Regions from separate parts of the Rattus norvegicus genome. Here all the other regions are linked to region 2. A link is a contact called in public Hi-C data. All regions are on one chromosome and are shown on one strand. Each heading gives the region's core, a stretch centred on a gene start, on an enhancer-like site or on the middle of the called end of the contact. The rest is flanking DNA. Distances are from core to core; before and after follow the strand shown. Region 1 has its middle 35 kb from the start of Nr1h4. Region 2 holds the start of Nr1h4 (nuclear receptor subfamily 1, group H, member 4). Region 3 overlaps Nr1h4 (nuclear receptor subfamily 1, group H, member 4).

The links. A called contact is a pair of places that touch in the nucleus more often than the background predicts.
Region 1: a contact with region 2 is called in a Hi-C map of liver, with 3 times the contacts expected there. The contact joins the enhancer-like site here to the promoter of Nr1h4 in region 2. A contact is called at or near these places in 3 of 12 Hi-C or Micro-C datasets (kidney and liver).
Region 3: a contact with region 2 is called in a Hi-C map of kidney, with 4 times the contacts expected there. The contact joins the enhancer-like site here to the promoter of Nr1h4 in region 2. A contact is called at or near these places in 2 of 12 Hi-C or Micro-C datasets (kidney and liver).

The regions. Positions count from the first base shown.
Region 1 is chr7:25,862,042-25,866,716 of GRCr8, forward strand. No RefSeq gene overlaps it. Among named protein-coding and RNA genes, the nearest start is that of Nr1h4, 35 kb to the left of the region's middle. Within about 2 kb of position 2,845, at least 1 of the 93 cell types and tissues checked has an H3K27ac peak or open chromatin away from gene starts, as enhancers often do. A contact at or near this core is called in liver, where this site is marked.
Region 2 is chr7:25,827,678-25,831,710 of GRCr8, forward strand. Nr1h4 (nuclear receptor subfamily 1, group H, member 4) reads right to left here and starts at 1,712. Exons shown (of 10, transcript NM_021745.1): 1 at 1,610-1,712.
Region 3 is chr7:25,787,577-25,792,197 of GRCr8, forward strand. All of the region lies in intron 2 of Nr1h4 (nuclear receptor subfamily 1, group H, member 4), which reads right to left. Among named protein-coding and RNA genes, the nearest start is that of Nr1h4, 40 kb to the right of the region's middle. Within about 2 kb of position 2,320, at least 5 of the 93 cell types and tissues checked have an H3K27ac peak or open chromatin away from gene starts, as enhancers often do. A contact at or near this core is called in kidney and liver, where this site is marked.

The DNA of each region.
Region 1 (4,675 bases), core at 1,595-4,094, 35 kb after region 2:
TCATCGGGGAAATACAGGCTATAGTTGACGCTACTCCTAGCTGAGAGGCTATTGGCAATCAATGAGAGACGATGACCTTCTTCAGGACTGTTGCCCCTAGTCGGCTGCCCAGACCCCAGTGGATGGCTCAATCATGTACATATGGATAGCACTAATTAGACCCAATGTGGATGTTTAAGAAGGAAAGTTAGAAAGACAAGAAGGAGGAGGAAGAAGAGTAGGAGGAAATGAAGTTGGGAAGGAGCGTGATAAGGGGAGGACCCAAGAGAAGTTGGAGGAGGAAATAGAGTGTGGATATGATCAAACTATGTTGTCTATATATGAAATTTCCAAAGAATACATGTAAAATTTTTAAACGTTAAAATGTGTTATTAGTCCAGATATTTAGATATTTACATATTTTTTTAGCAGTAGTTAAAGCAAAGGACCTGGAAATCTAGAAAACTTAAAGACAGTCCCTCAAGCATTTGTTTACATTAATCTAGTCATATAATGTCAAGGAAAGGTTGAATGTTGCCAGTGTCACTTTTTTCATGCTAGAGTTTGAACCAGAGGCTCAAGGGTTTTCTCGCAGAAACACCGTCCTGATCACATTATTTTTCCCACTGCGGTCATGTGATGATCACAGGAGCAGGGGTGCTGTCGCACTCCTCGTCCTCTGCATGTAACATTCCCTTCCACAAAACAGGTATCAGAGATCATATATGAGGTAAATGGACCCGGGAGGGAGCGGGAGAGTTTGCAGTGGGATGGAGGATGGCTAATGCTTCCTGCAAGGGAATGGCTGTCCCCAGTCCTAAGCACTTGACCCTGCCGCCCAGCAGAGTTCAGACCTGGAGTTCCCTAGTTTCTGCACCTGTAGTTCTTACTGTGAGTCTTATCACAGATCAGATACATGGTGTGGAGAGGCTCTCTAATGAAGCCGGTAAGGGAACAGATGTTCTTACGTTCAAAAATTATGTTCATCAAACCGCTCTTATGTCAGCTATCCAGATGCTGTTGGCTAATGAAAGTGTGTGTTGGGCACCAGGGGCTAGAAACTCGGAGGAAGCATCTTTGTTATTCCATTACATGAAGAACCAGAAATGACAGGAAGAGTTGAAGCAAAGTAATTACCTTGTGAATTCAGGCCCTGCCACAAGCTGCCTGCCTCAACAGCCGCCTTATTCACTAATGATTAACCTGGCATAGATCTACGTATTTTTCTCAAATGTCTCTGAGAACATCTCTTTCATTTAGTCATACCAACACTCATTTACTAAGAACCTACTAAGTGCCTCGGCCAGTAGTATTCCAAACAAAGCCACTGTTCCCATGGAAGTCCCATTTATTGCCTCAGAATCAGGGCAGAAGAATAATTGATATTTCACAGCAAAAGAAATGAAGGTTCAGAGAGTCCAAGGGCTCTATTGACCATAGTCTCAAGAATGGCCCAAGCAGAGGGCCTAAAGGAATCAGATTCTGATTTTTGTTCTTTAAAGACTATGCCTTTTAATGGACTGTTTTTGATAAACTGCTTTGTAGTGTTTCAATGTCTTCTCTGACCATGAACTACTTGTTAATATATTACATATATTGGGAAAATTCTGGAACCCTCCATTCCCTTGTGGCCTTGTGCTTAGTGGATTCAGTCCAGGAAGAGAGATGGACCCCTTTCAAGAATGGGGCCCTCCAGTCCCTTAGCAAATTTTATCCAAATTCCACCGCTGCCTTCTACCAGCATGGCTACCACCTGATTTTAACTGCGAGCGCTCATTTCTGAAGACTGTGCCCTGCCCTTCCTTCCTTCCCACCCTCACTCAGCCAGGGGATCTTTTCAGTAGTAATCTGGATTCTATTATTTATCTTCCCAACCCTGTCTGAGGCTTCCTCGGTTGCCTGGAGGAAGTAGTGTCTTTCTGTACAGCGCCACCCACAGCCTTGCTTTGACCTCAGCTCACCACCCACCACTCTCCCCTCTGTGCTTAGGTTTCTAGTAAGAGCGCTCTGCTTGGTGTCTCTCACCTTCAAAGAGTGTTTCTACCTCAGAGCCTTCGCCTTTCTCCTTTCTACATCAAAAATGTCATCCAGGGCGTCTACATCTCCTCTAAGCTTTTGTGCCAGGGTTGCCATCCATGACCACCGATCTTGAACTTGCCTCTGGGTGTTTCCAAGCCCCCTTTACTTGTTCTACATTTTTCTCACCACACTCACCACCCTTAAAAAATGAACATTACGTTTTACTGTCTTTATTTCTCCGCAAATGCAAGAATTTCTTTTCCTTTAAATATGTGTGCTTTCAAATACTCCAGAAGCTCGAGGGCTATACCTGCTATTCCTAGACAGCACCCACTGAATATGCTGTCATCATCAATCATTGGTGAATGCCAAGGGACAGGAATGACGAGGCCTTGGAGACGGTTTCCCACTTGGATGCACCGTCGTTTAGAGAAAAGCCAATGACTTTCATAGTCAAGGATGATTAAGATTTGACTCCCAGGTCTTCTGCCAAATGTGTGCGTCCTTGAGGAAATTATTTAACCTCCATGTGTCTTCATCTCTCGTCAAAGGAAAGATCATACCTGTCTCAGCATGTTGCAGTAGTGACAGGGATGACACAAGGGTCAAAGGTCGGCTTTGAACTGAGAACAGTTAGTATTTCTCTCAAACCAGAAATTTCTGCTTACCTCAGCCAGACTTTATTTAGTACAAGTTTTGAGTCTGCTCTTTTGTTCCCTGGTCTCTGGTCAGAGAGACTACCACGAAAAGGGGGCTGATGGAACCTCGGGCCTCCCAAGACATTGCTTCACCCTTCCCAATAGATTAACTAATCTATAGCTACCCGCTACTGGGCCTTTCGAAAGTCAACAGATAATAACAGGAGATAAATAAAACCTTTGCCACTCTCTGCTGCCTCAGTTTAATACAGGAGCTGCCAACATGAATTGCATCAGGAACCTTTGAACAGCCCAGCAAATGGTATGTACTGATAAACATTTGTTTCCAATGAAGCTCCTCTTCCTGGAATTTCTCAGTAATTACCCAAATCCCCCAAGACCCTCTTAGATGGAAATTTGGAGCAGTTGACCCCAAGCATCTCCTCACCAAGCATCCCCCTTGTTTCCCCCATAGTCTCCCTCCCATAAATCCTAGGCTTTCAGCCCTTTTTTTTTCCCCTACCAAAATATATTGATGCATTACATAATTGTTTCTGTGTTTTTTGAAATGGATCTAACTGACAAGCCTGGTCAAAGGCCTATCTATGCTCATGAGAACTTTTGATCAGCCTGGATGCGACTCATGGTACAAGGCGTATTTCCAGCCAAACACAAAGAAATCTGGTGGTTTTAGATAGGCTGAGCCAGCCCACTTGGTGTAGAAACATGTTCGCTCGCTCATGTTACATATATTTAATGAATGCCGATCAATCTGTCAGGCACAATTTTGTGCCACAGATGTAGCAATCAAAGGGACACACAAACGATCCCCTCCACCCCCGGGCTCTGCATGGAAAAGACGGGATTCACACTGGAAGGCCCTGAATGGAACCCAACCATTTGCTTGAGCAGCAGATAGAAGCCCAGTGAGGCAGACACACAGGAGACATCTAAAGAAACAAACTGAAGACGGTTTGAGGGTATATTGAGGACCAGCTTTTTATGGGAAAAATGAACCATGACCCACTCTGTGTGTGTGTGTGTGTGTGTGTGTGTGTGTGTGTGTGTGTGTGTGAGAGAGAGAGAGAGAGAGAGAGAGAGAGAGAGAGAGAGGATGTGTGTATGCACAGTGTATGTGTAGTCTGCACAATCATGTTGACACATACCCATGTATTCACATGCCACACAGAAGCCAGAACAAGGCATCAGTGTCTTCTTGTACCACTCTGTCTTACTGCCTTGAGGCAAAGTCTTTTACTGAACCAAGAGCTCTCTGTTTCAGATAACCTAACTGTCCTACAAGCTCTCAGGATCTAATTCTCAGTATCCATCTGCCTCAGCCCATGTCCAACCAACACTGAGGTTACGGGCATGCACAGCCACACGTGGCATTTTATGGGAGCTCTGGGGATTCAAACTCATTACACTTGCAAAGCAAGAACCCTTACCCACTGAGCCATCCCCCCAGCCCCCATAATCTTCTATTTTAATAACATCCCATTAATTGCGGGGAGCCAATGAGACGTTTCTACCATTTGAAACATTGAAAAAGCCCCATGAAACAAGAGTCAAAAGTTTCCTTAAAGAGGCAGGATATAGGCATTGTTTCGAATGTCCAAAAAGTAGAAATAAACCCAATTCCTATCAACTGATGCATAAAAATAATGCACAGTGTATTCATATAGTGAAATACTGTTCCTTTGGAAATGGCTGTAGTATATAGATGAACCTCAAAGCCATGCTAAGTGAAAAAAGCCATACACAAAAGGCCGTACTTTATTGAAGGCTAATTATATGAAGTGGCCACAATGGGCAAACCCATAGGTACAGGAAGTAGGTAGGGAAGGGAAGGATGACTATTAATGAGTACAGTGTTTCTTTCTGTAATGATTGAAAGTCACAAGGACACCACAAAAGGACACACAGAGTCAACTAACCTGAAACCATGGGGGCTCAACAGAGCCTGGGCCACTAACCAGGGATCGTGCAGGAGCTGGACCTAGACCCCTACACATTTATACACATGTGCAGCTTTGTTT
Region 2 (4,033 bases), core at 462-2,961:
TTCTCTGTCTCTGTCTCTCTATCTCTGTCTTTCTCTGTCTCTGTCTCTCTATCTCTCTCTGTCTCTGTCTCTCTGTCTCTGTCTCTCTATCTCTCTTTCTCTGTCTCTGTCTCCCTATCTCTCTCTGTCTCTGTCTCTCTATCTCTGTCTCTCTCTGTCTCTCTCTGTCTCTCACTCTCTCTCTCTCTCACACACACACACACATACACACACACACACACACACACACACACACACACCCCTTCTCTTTTCCTTACAGGGTCCTTGGGCCTTATAACTGCTACATATCCTGTACAGTTTGCCCTAATCTTGGAGTCAAGCCAAGGATGGTACCATGTTCTTTCTCCCTCTGCAAGAGAACTGTGTGTGTGAAACACTGCTTGAGATATTGCAAAAGGGTGTCTGGAGACAAAGCTCCGTCCTGTCTAGAACTTCATCCATGAATTGGGAGTTACATCAGTACTGTTGCAACATGGTCAGCAAAACAGAAGTGTCCAGGGTGCAAATGGCACAGGTCCACCATTTGGGGGGGGGCGAGGAAGGGACTCAGAGGTGAACATTATCTATCGTTTTAGAAAACCAAAGCCATGAGCACAAGACAGCTTCCCGACTATCTTTTAAGGGAAAAGAGCACACACACACACACACACACACACACACACACACACACACACACACACGTGCACATGCCACTTTATGAAGGTGTGGTTGACATAAAAAAGGTATTCAGTCATCATCATAATCTACACCATAAACCGATTCATCTTCCCTTCCTCATTTTCTTATCAACTTGAGGTTAATGATTCCCAGCCCAGTCTGTCTTCAGCATGGCTACAGTGTCTCTAAGAGGACATCAATGACAACATTGGATCTCCAGAGCACAGGTGGGACTTGCTCACACTAAGAATCTGAAGCAAGTCATCAGTTATCCCCGAGGCCCTCCTTTCTAAATAAAAGCCCCATTAGGAGGAATTACCCAAGTTCCTCACCTGCCTGTGTCACTGTAGCAGTGAGCAGACAAGCAGGCCTTACCTATGGCTTTCCCACAGGGGTGCTTTAATAATGAAGTTCTTCCTCAGGATTTTTCTCTTTTTAATATTTCTCTGATTAGAAGGCAGGAGGCAATGGGCAAGAGTATGGCTGAAGCTTAAAGAGAAGGCACTTTGAAGCTACTCAGCTAAGGAAAATCTTAATGCCTCTCAAGCATGGGCTCCGTAGTCGTTTCTTCAATCCATGGTCACCTGACAAAGGGACCCGGAAATTTGGCAACATGCCAAAAGGCAGCTCACAGCATACATCAGATTTTCTGTAGAATCAGTGTTGAGCCCTCCCTTTTTTTAACCCACTATTTGCAGCGCTGCCCTCTGGGGGACCAGAATTTGGCAGGGATGCTTATCAAGTATTGTTCAATAAGAAAGCAGCTTGGCCTCTCATCTTTAGAGTCGCCTTCTCTACTGGTGCCTCAGCACTTTTTTTTTACATCAATCTGCTAAGTCTGAAGTTCGTTCATTGACTAAAATCGCAGGTGTCTAAGAGCAGCGCGCGAGCAATGTTCTTTCTCTGCTACCTTGAGAGACACATTCCCACTGCCAGATGACTGAGTACTTACTTGGATTGTTTTGGGTCAGAGACGTCCAAGGCCCTGAGAGGATTCGGAGCCCAGGTCTCCTTTCCAAAGCCCAGCACTTTCGCTGTAGACGCTCAGAACTCAGTTCTGCTCTGGGGTGAGATGAGGAGACAGAGGGCTGAGGAGGAGGAGGAGGAGGAGGAGGAGGAGGAGGAGGAGGAGGAGGAGGAGGAGGAGGAGGAGGAGGAGGAGGAGGAGGGACTGGAGTAGAAGCCTGGGTGACCACAGGCGGCCTTCCGGCATAAACTACAACATCTCTCTCTTGGCTCTCTGCCTCATGGACACAGATTAGTCATTAACAGTCCTTCCCTGATAAATGATGTAAACACAGAAAGGAATCTCAGAGAGCCTTGGAATTGCCAGCATAATCCAGAGACAGGGAAAGTGACAGGCGCCTGTGTCCCACGGCTCACCTTGCATATCAGGTCTGCTGGCTGTTTTGTAGGATCTTGGGAGCCCAGATTTCTGCCTCACTCGGCAGTTTCTTTTCAGAGTTCCGTTTCTTTCCAGAAATGAAAACTAGAAGGATGAACCACCTTGAGCCTTCACTCTCCCAGAATTCTTCCATCAAGGCTGTAAAGATGCCTAAGGATTCCATCTTGGAATGCTTCCTTATTCTGAGTCGCCCTGATCCTCTGCTAAGTCGGGCCTACCACAGCTTCCTGTCTGAAAAACAATGGTAGTCTTTTGCTTCCTTCTTGCCTCATTTTTCAGTCTTCTCATCGTGTTGAGCACGAGCATTGAGCATGTGGCTTCCCTGAGATTGGGTTTCTTCATGTAGAACTGATACACTTAGAGGAGCTGAGGGGATGTGTTGACAATTACACGAGTGGTTAAAAGGCTTGTTATGTGCCTAGTATATAGCAACTGTTTAATAACTTTGTGCCATTTTTCTCTTCTTTATTACTTACAGAAAGCATTCTACCTGTCGTGTGCCCCGAAACATAGTAGGTGTCCTAATATGAACTCCCAGTAGATTCTATCACCTGAAAAGTAAACACAGCGTGTCAGACATTTGTAAACACCTTGATCCCCAGTCACCTATTCCTAACCCAGTTTTCTAGAATTTTCTCACATGCTGCATCGCAGAGATCCCAACTTCTGCCCACCTAGAGCAAGCTTCTGTCTCCACGTGTTAAACCAAGATTTTCCCAGTCGATGCTTGAATTAATTACCCTCTTTGCATAGCCACATATCATCCAGACACACTCTCTACCTGTCCCCACTCTGTCCACCCGAATCCCCTGAGTCTTGGTCTGCACTTCTTACTGCCCTGAATGCTTTCAGCCTTACGCTTTGCAGTTTCTGCTCTATGAAAGCAAATTTTCAAGAAGGAAGACATGGGAACAGGCGTGCTGATAGTGATCCCTCGTCTACCATGAGGCCTCTCCACGGAGCACTGCATCAGCACTTGTAATGCAGTCAGCCAAGGAGGTGAAACTAGCGACTTTTCAAAGTGGCGCAACCCCACATGTGCATCTGCATGTGTTTGTGAGCGTGTGCAAGTGCGCCTCGGTGTGACTACGTATCTCTGTATATGTACCCTTGTGTGTCTCTGTGTGTGCACTTGTGTCTCTGTGTGTACTTGTGTTTCTCTGTACTTTTCAACCACTTGTACAACTGTCTGTCAACCCATCCCCTCAGCACCTCTAGATGTGTGCCTGTGTGTCTCTCTGTGCATACGTGTGTGTCTCTGTGTGTATGTGTGTGCCTGTGTGTGTGTGTTTCTCTGTGTGTGTCCTGGTATAAAGTCTGTTTAATGGGAGGTCTACATTCAATTCTATTAGAAATGTTACTTCATGCTTCTGTTTTGCACAGGTAGGTCTTATCCCATCATCACCACCACCACCACCACCCTCTTTGGTGCCTTCTTGGTGTCCTACAGTTTACTCCTTTGACTGCCAATTCTCCTTTGTTTGGAGAAACACTGTGTCAACACTTCCCGCACTCTTCAGCTCTGATCTGCACCAGCAACTCAAGCCCAGTTCTTCTTGGTGGAGAAATGTCTGCAATGCGGTTTTGTTCTCTAGCATTAGTGAAGGTGATTTGCACCAACCATTTGGGTTTAATTCCCAGCTCTGCCATTCATGAGCTAGGTGACCTTAAGGCTTGGGCTTTTGCTTTAAAGCTCCTGGCTTTGGTCTCGGTTCCTCATTTGTAAGATGAAGATATAATTCTATGTATTCCATGGAGGGATTTTTAAATAGTGTATGCAGAGTGTGGGTATCACCGGTAGTGTCTGTTCTAAGAAGGTTCTATGCAAGGAGTAGCTTGCTAGAATTTTCTCTGGAAGTCTTTTTCCAAAAGGACCACACACTCCCCTAGGGATACAAGGGTTTCCTCCTCCTTTGGATTATTGTTTCTGTACAAAGTACCACTGGCTACTACATACCTGCTCTCTCAAAA
Region 3 (4,621 bases), core at 1,070-3,569, 39 kb before region 2:
TGCCACACACGGGTGAAGACCTCCATTCCTCAGAACCATGTCAAAAAGCCAGGATAACTCCATGGTTCTTCTTGATTCTGGGTTGCTAGTAAGCCCAGGTAAGAACTCAGAGACAAGAAGGAGCCTGAGGCTCACTGGCCAGACGGCCTACTTGACAAACACGGAGCCAGTGAGAGACCTTATCACAAGAAAACCCTGAAGAACCAAGCAGAACCAGTGACAGTACCTAAAACACCTGAGGTTGACCTCTGGCCTCCACAGGCACTCAAGCTTGTGCACACTCGTGGGCACACACACACACACACACACACACACACACACATGCATACACATACACACACATACACACACGCACACACGTATACCTTTTCCAAGGCTATCAGTGATTTTATGCTCAAAAAGTAAAACATTGCAAAACATGGGAATAGTATGCAGCGATACAAACTAACGCTCAAGTAATAGCCACGTCTAGCATTTCACAGGTCCTCCCATAACCACAGAGCACAGCGGTAAGTATCCAGACAATATAAAAATGAAGAAACAGTACAGCCGACATTTTCTAAATGGTTGGACCAGAGCAACTTCTCCTACATAACTGACTATGAGTCTTAACTCCCTGCACTTGATCTGTTACAATTTCTGTGGACCATAATTCTTAGCTTAAAGCACAGTTGTTGAGAAAGAGGGTTGACTCTGAAGATCTTAGAAAATTCGTGATGTTAGTAACAACCAATTGACAATCACTCTCACAGACAGTCTGTTCTAATGACATCGGCTTTGCGACATGCATTTCGTCATATATGACGGACACTTGCTGTCTGGCACACATTGAACACATGATGAACAAGACAGAAAATGCTCAGCCTTCCTTCTGTTTCTCTTGGGGGGGGCAGAGATGTCAAAGACAGGGCAAAAGCAACCTGAGACTCTAAAAGTCTCAAGGACTTAGACAGGTAGGAGTAAGACGTAAATCTCAGCAAAGACATTCTGCCCAGCAGTAGATTTTTATGTGCTAGAGAGGTGTGGAGGGGGTTGAAATGGATCAGCTGTAATTTAGAGCACTGGAGTTTAGATCCTTTGGATGAGAAACTCCAGGAGAGTTTAGGAAATGCTCTCCCAGAAAGCCAACTTCTGGATAGAAGCCTCTGCCTTTTCATAGACTGCCATCCTGAGGAACTTTCTGAGTTGAAAGGAGGGTCTCATACTTACAATATGACGGCCATTAGCCACGTGAGGATATTGGATGCGGTTAGTAAAACTCTAAGAAAAAATGTTTTAGATGTATTTAATCTTCAGTAATTAAAAATCTTAATTACATAATCATAAATGGCTAATGACCGTCATATTCAACAGGACAGCTCTAGGGAGTTTATGAACAGAAAATAGGTTCACGTGTTCATGGTGACATTTGCCGCACTGTAGTTAGGTTGGTATCTGGAGCAAAGTCTCCTCGCCCCCTGGTTTTGTTGTTGTTGTTGTTGTTGTTGTTTTGTCTTGTTGTTTTAATTTACCTCCGATGCAGTTCTAAGCCCAGCAAATGTTCAATGCGTATCTGTGGAACTGAATGGAGCGGGAACTTGGCTTTAACACATACTTTGTTTTCTAAGCCATGGCTTCTTAGCCAAAGGACATGGCTTCATTTGTGAGGCTGTTTGCCATTCCCTGTGCCAGGTCTTGGGACATAGGTGTTCCTCCCGACTGTGTCAGCTGATGACCTCCTTCATGAGGCCTGTCCCAGTTCCCCCAGGTAGAACTAATCTCTCCTAACCTCTGTACACACTTCTAATATAGCACTTATCAGAAACATGAATAATTAGCCGGATTTGCTCACGACCTTTATCTTCCACACTGAACTCGAGGTGGTAATGAGAAACCGGTCTGTACTGCACAGACCAGGAGACAGATCTGGACTCAGTTCACCCGCAAATTGCTAAACTTATGGACGTGGGGATGACATTGAACTTCTTATAGCCTCTGTTTCTGCCTCCATAAAGCTGGAGTAGTGAGCCAGTAAGGTCAGAGGCTGTAAGGAAGGACTAAGGCAGGGAATGTAAATTGCGTCCTGCACACAGAGCAAACATTCGGTACACCCTGCTTTGTGGCTGTTGTGGTTAGTCGGTGAACCCTCTGAGGGAAACATTAGACTATAGTCCCTCTTCTACCATTTCTGGCTCTGGACACAGAGCCTGGCGCATGCTAAACATTAAATAAGTGTGCGTTAACTAGAAGGGGGTAGAAAATTCGCTTCCCGAGCCATGTCAGTAATTTCCATTTCTAAATACAGTGTCAGCCACTTTGCGACACCACTCTTAAGTAAGATGGATTGCTGCCAAGCCTGTGACCAAAAGTAAGCACGCTGTGGAAGTTACTGGGGAAATGATTAGCATTTAATTCTTGGTGGAAGTTTAGAAAGATGGGTCTATGCTTTGAGGAAAATAACACTGTCTTTTTGTGGTAAAATATATTTTAACTCAGAGAAAAATAAGTATCCTCAGTGTAAATCTCAATTTTTATCTGTCTTACTTACTAGAAAACACTGGAAGAAGCATGGGACAAAACTAGTCCACTGAATCTCTATTTCTCCCTTTTTTTCGGGTTATTACTTTTTACCACATGCTATAGTCTGCATTGCAGTTTTCATCATGACCCTTGCACATACGCATGGTGACTGAATCCAAACTCCACAAAACAAATCTACCTTTACTTCTGGGTAGGTGCATTGATGTTTTCTTGATTCTACTCCTGTTTTTAATGTTGATCCCAAGACACCGGACAAGTGTCAGAATTCAGTGACACGGAGGCTCGGCATATTAAAGACGCAGTATTGAGCAGCACACTTTAACTTTCTTCAAGTGTCCACGGACATCCACGTTAACATTTGACTGACTTGAAGGAATAGCACCAGGTTGGCCTACTATCCCTATAATATACTCACGTATCTAGAACTACAGAAACCAACCCCTCACATCTCCAGTCTTCTCGGCTTGCCTGGGTCTCCCTTGGACAGAGAGTGACGGTTTTGACCTCTAACTAAATACCCCTGTATTTCCCCAACGTGGTAGGAAAGCCCACACAAGGACAAGGGGCAGAGCGGCCTACCTTTAGCCGGCTTCGAACTCATCCTGTCGGACGCGAATCCTGACAGCCGGTGGCTGTGTTGAAGGCTAATCTGAATTGGATTTTCTAAACCCTGAAACTGCATCACCATCCTTAGCTTCCTCACGGCAACTGAGAAGGAGCCGAGGTAAGAAGTGACAGGGGCCAGAGGTTGGTGTGGTTTACTGATTAACTCCATTGCTGAGCGGAATATTTGTAAATGTTTATGAGAAAAGTCCTCAATGCCAAATTGCCTAGTAAGCTGGAAACTGGTGTCTTAGATAAACATTTTGGGGAGATCTCTCCCAGCCTAAGAACTTTTAGAGGGTAAATTTCTGCTCACTGCCTCTAAGACTGGTTAGAGGTCAAACGCCACGCTGATGGATCTTTCTTTAGTAACCAATATGCATTTGTAATGGCATGAGAAGCCTACTATGGACCTGGAAAAATGGGTTTGTATCTAAGTAATATGTGAAGAATGGTCCTGTCCACATTCCAGTTCATATGTTGAGATCCTATCCCCGAGGACCTTACAGTGCGACCTTATTTAGAGATTCCACTATGGCTCATGTCCTTGTGAAGGGGGCAGGGAAGGGACACATCCTGTGGATGGAAAATGAAGCAAAAAGACAAAACATGGCTTTGATAACCCAAACAGAAAGATCTAGAAGGATTCCTTCCCAGGAGTCCCAGGAGGATCAAACCCTACTGACACCCTGATTTTAAACTTCTGGTCTTCAGAACTCTAAGTCAGTACATTTTGTTGTTTAAGCCATGCAACTTATGATATTGAGGCCCAGTAGCCAAAAACAAGATAAATAAATTTAATAAATCCAGTCTTTCTTGCTATTTGCAAGCTCTGTGATACATAAGCTATTTTCTGCCTTTATTTCCTCATTAGAAAAAAAATAAACGATTGAGCCAAGGTGGTGGTGGCATGCACCTGTAATTCTAGCACTAGGAAGGCAGAGGCAGGTGGATTTCCATGAGTTCAAGGCCCGCCTGGTCTACAGAGCAAGTTCTAGGAAAGCTAGGTCTACTTGGAGAAATCCTGTCTCAAAGAACAAACAAAAAAGCTGATCTTTATTTTTATGGCATGGATATGGGTCTCTTGCTAACATCTATATGTGCATGACATATGTGTACCTGCTGCTCACAGGGGCCAGAAGAGGGTGTTGGATTTTTCTGGAACTGGAGTTACAGAAGACTGTGAACTGTCACATGGGTGTTGGGAACCAATCTTGGATTCCCCTGCAAGAGCAACAGGGAACAAACGCTGAGCCATCTCTCCGCCTCCAACTCCCTAAGTTTTAAAGGGTGGAGGTGACAATAACACAGCTCATAGTCATATCTGATTTAAATAAAAGAATGTAAAAATACCATAAGTACATTGGTGGCTATTGCCACTGCACTGATATTTGTATTTGCATAGTTGGGTATCGTAGCTTGGCTTTCTTATTGGATAGAAATGGTTCCATTTAAAAAAAACAAACAAACCCTGTACATAATTTCTGAATGTCAACCT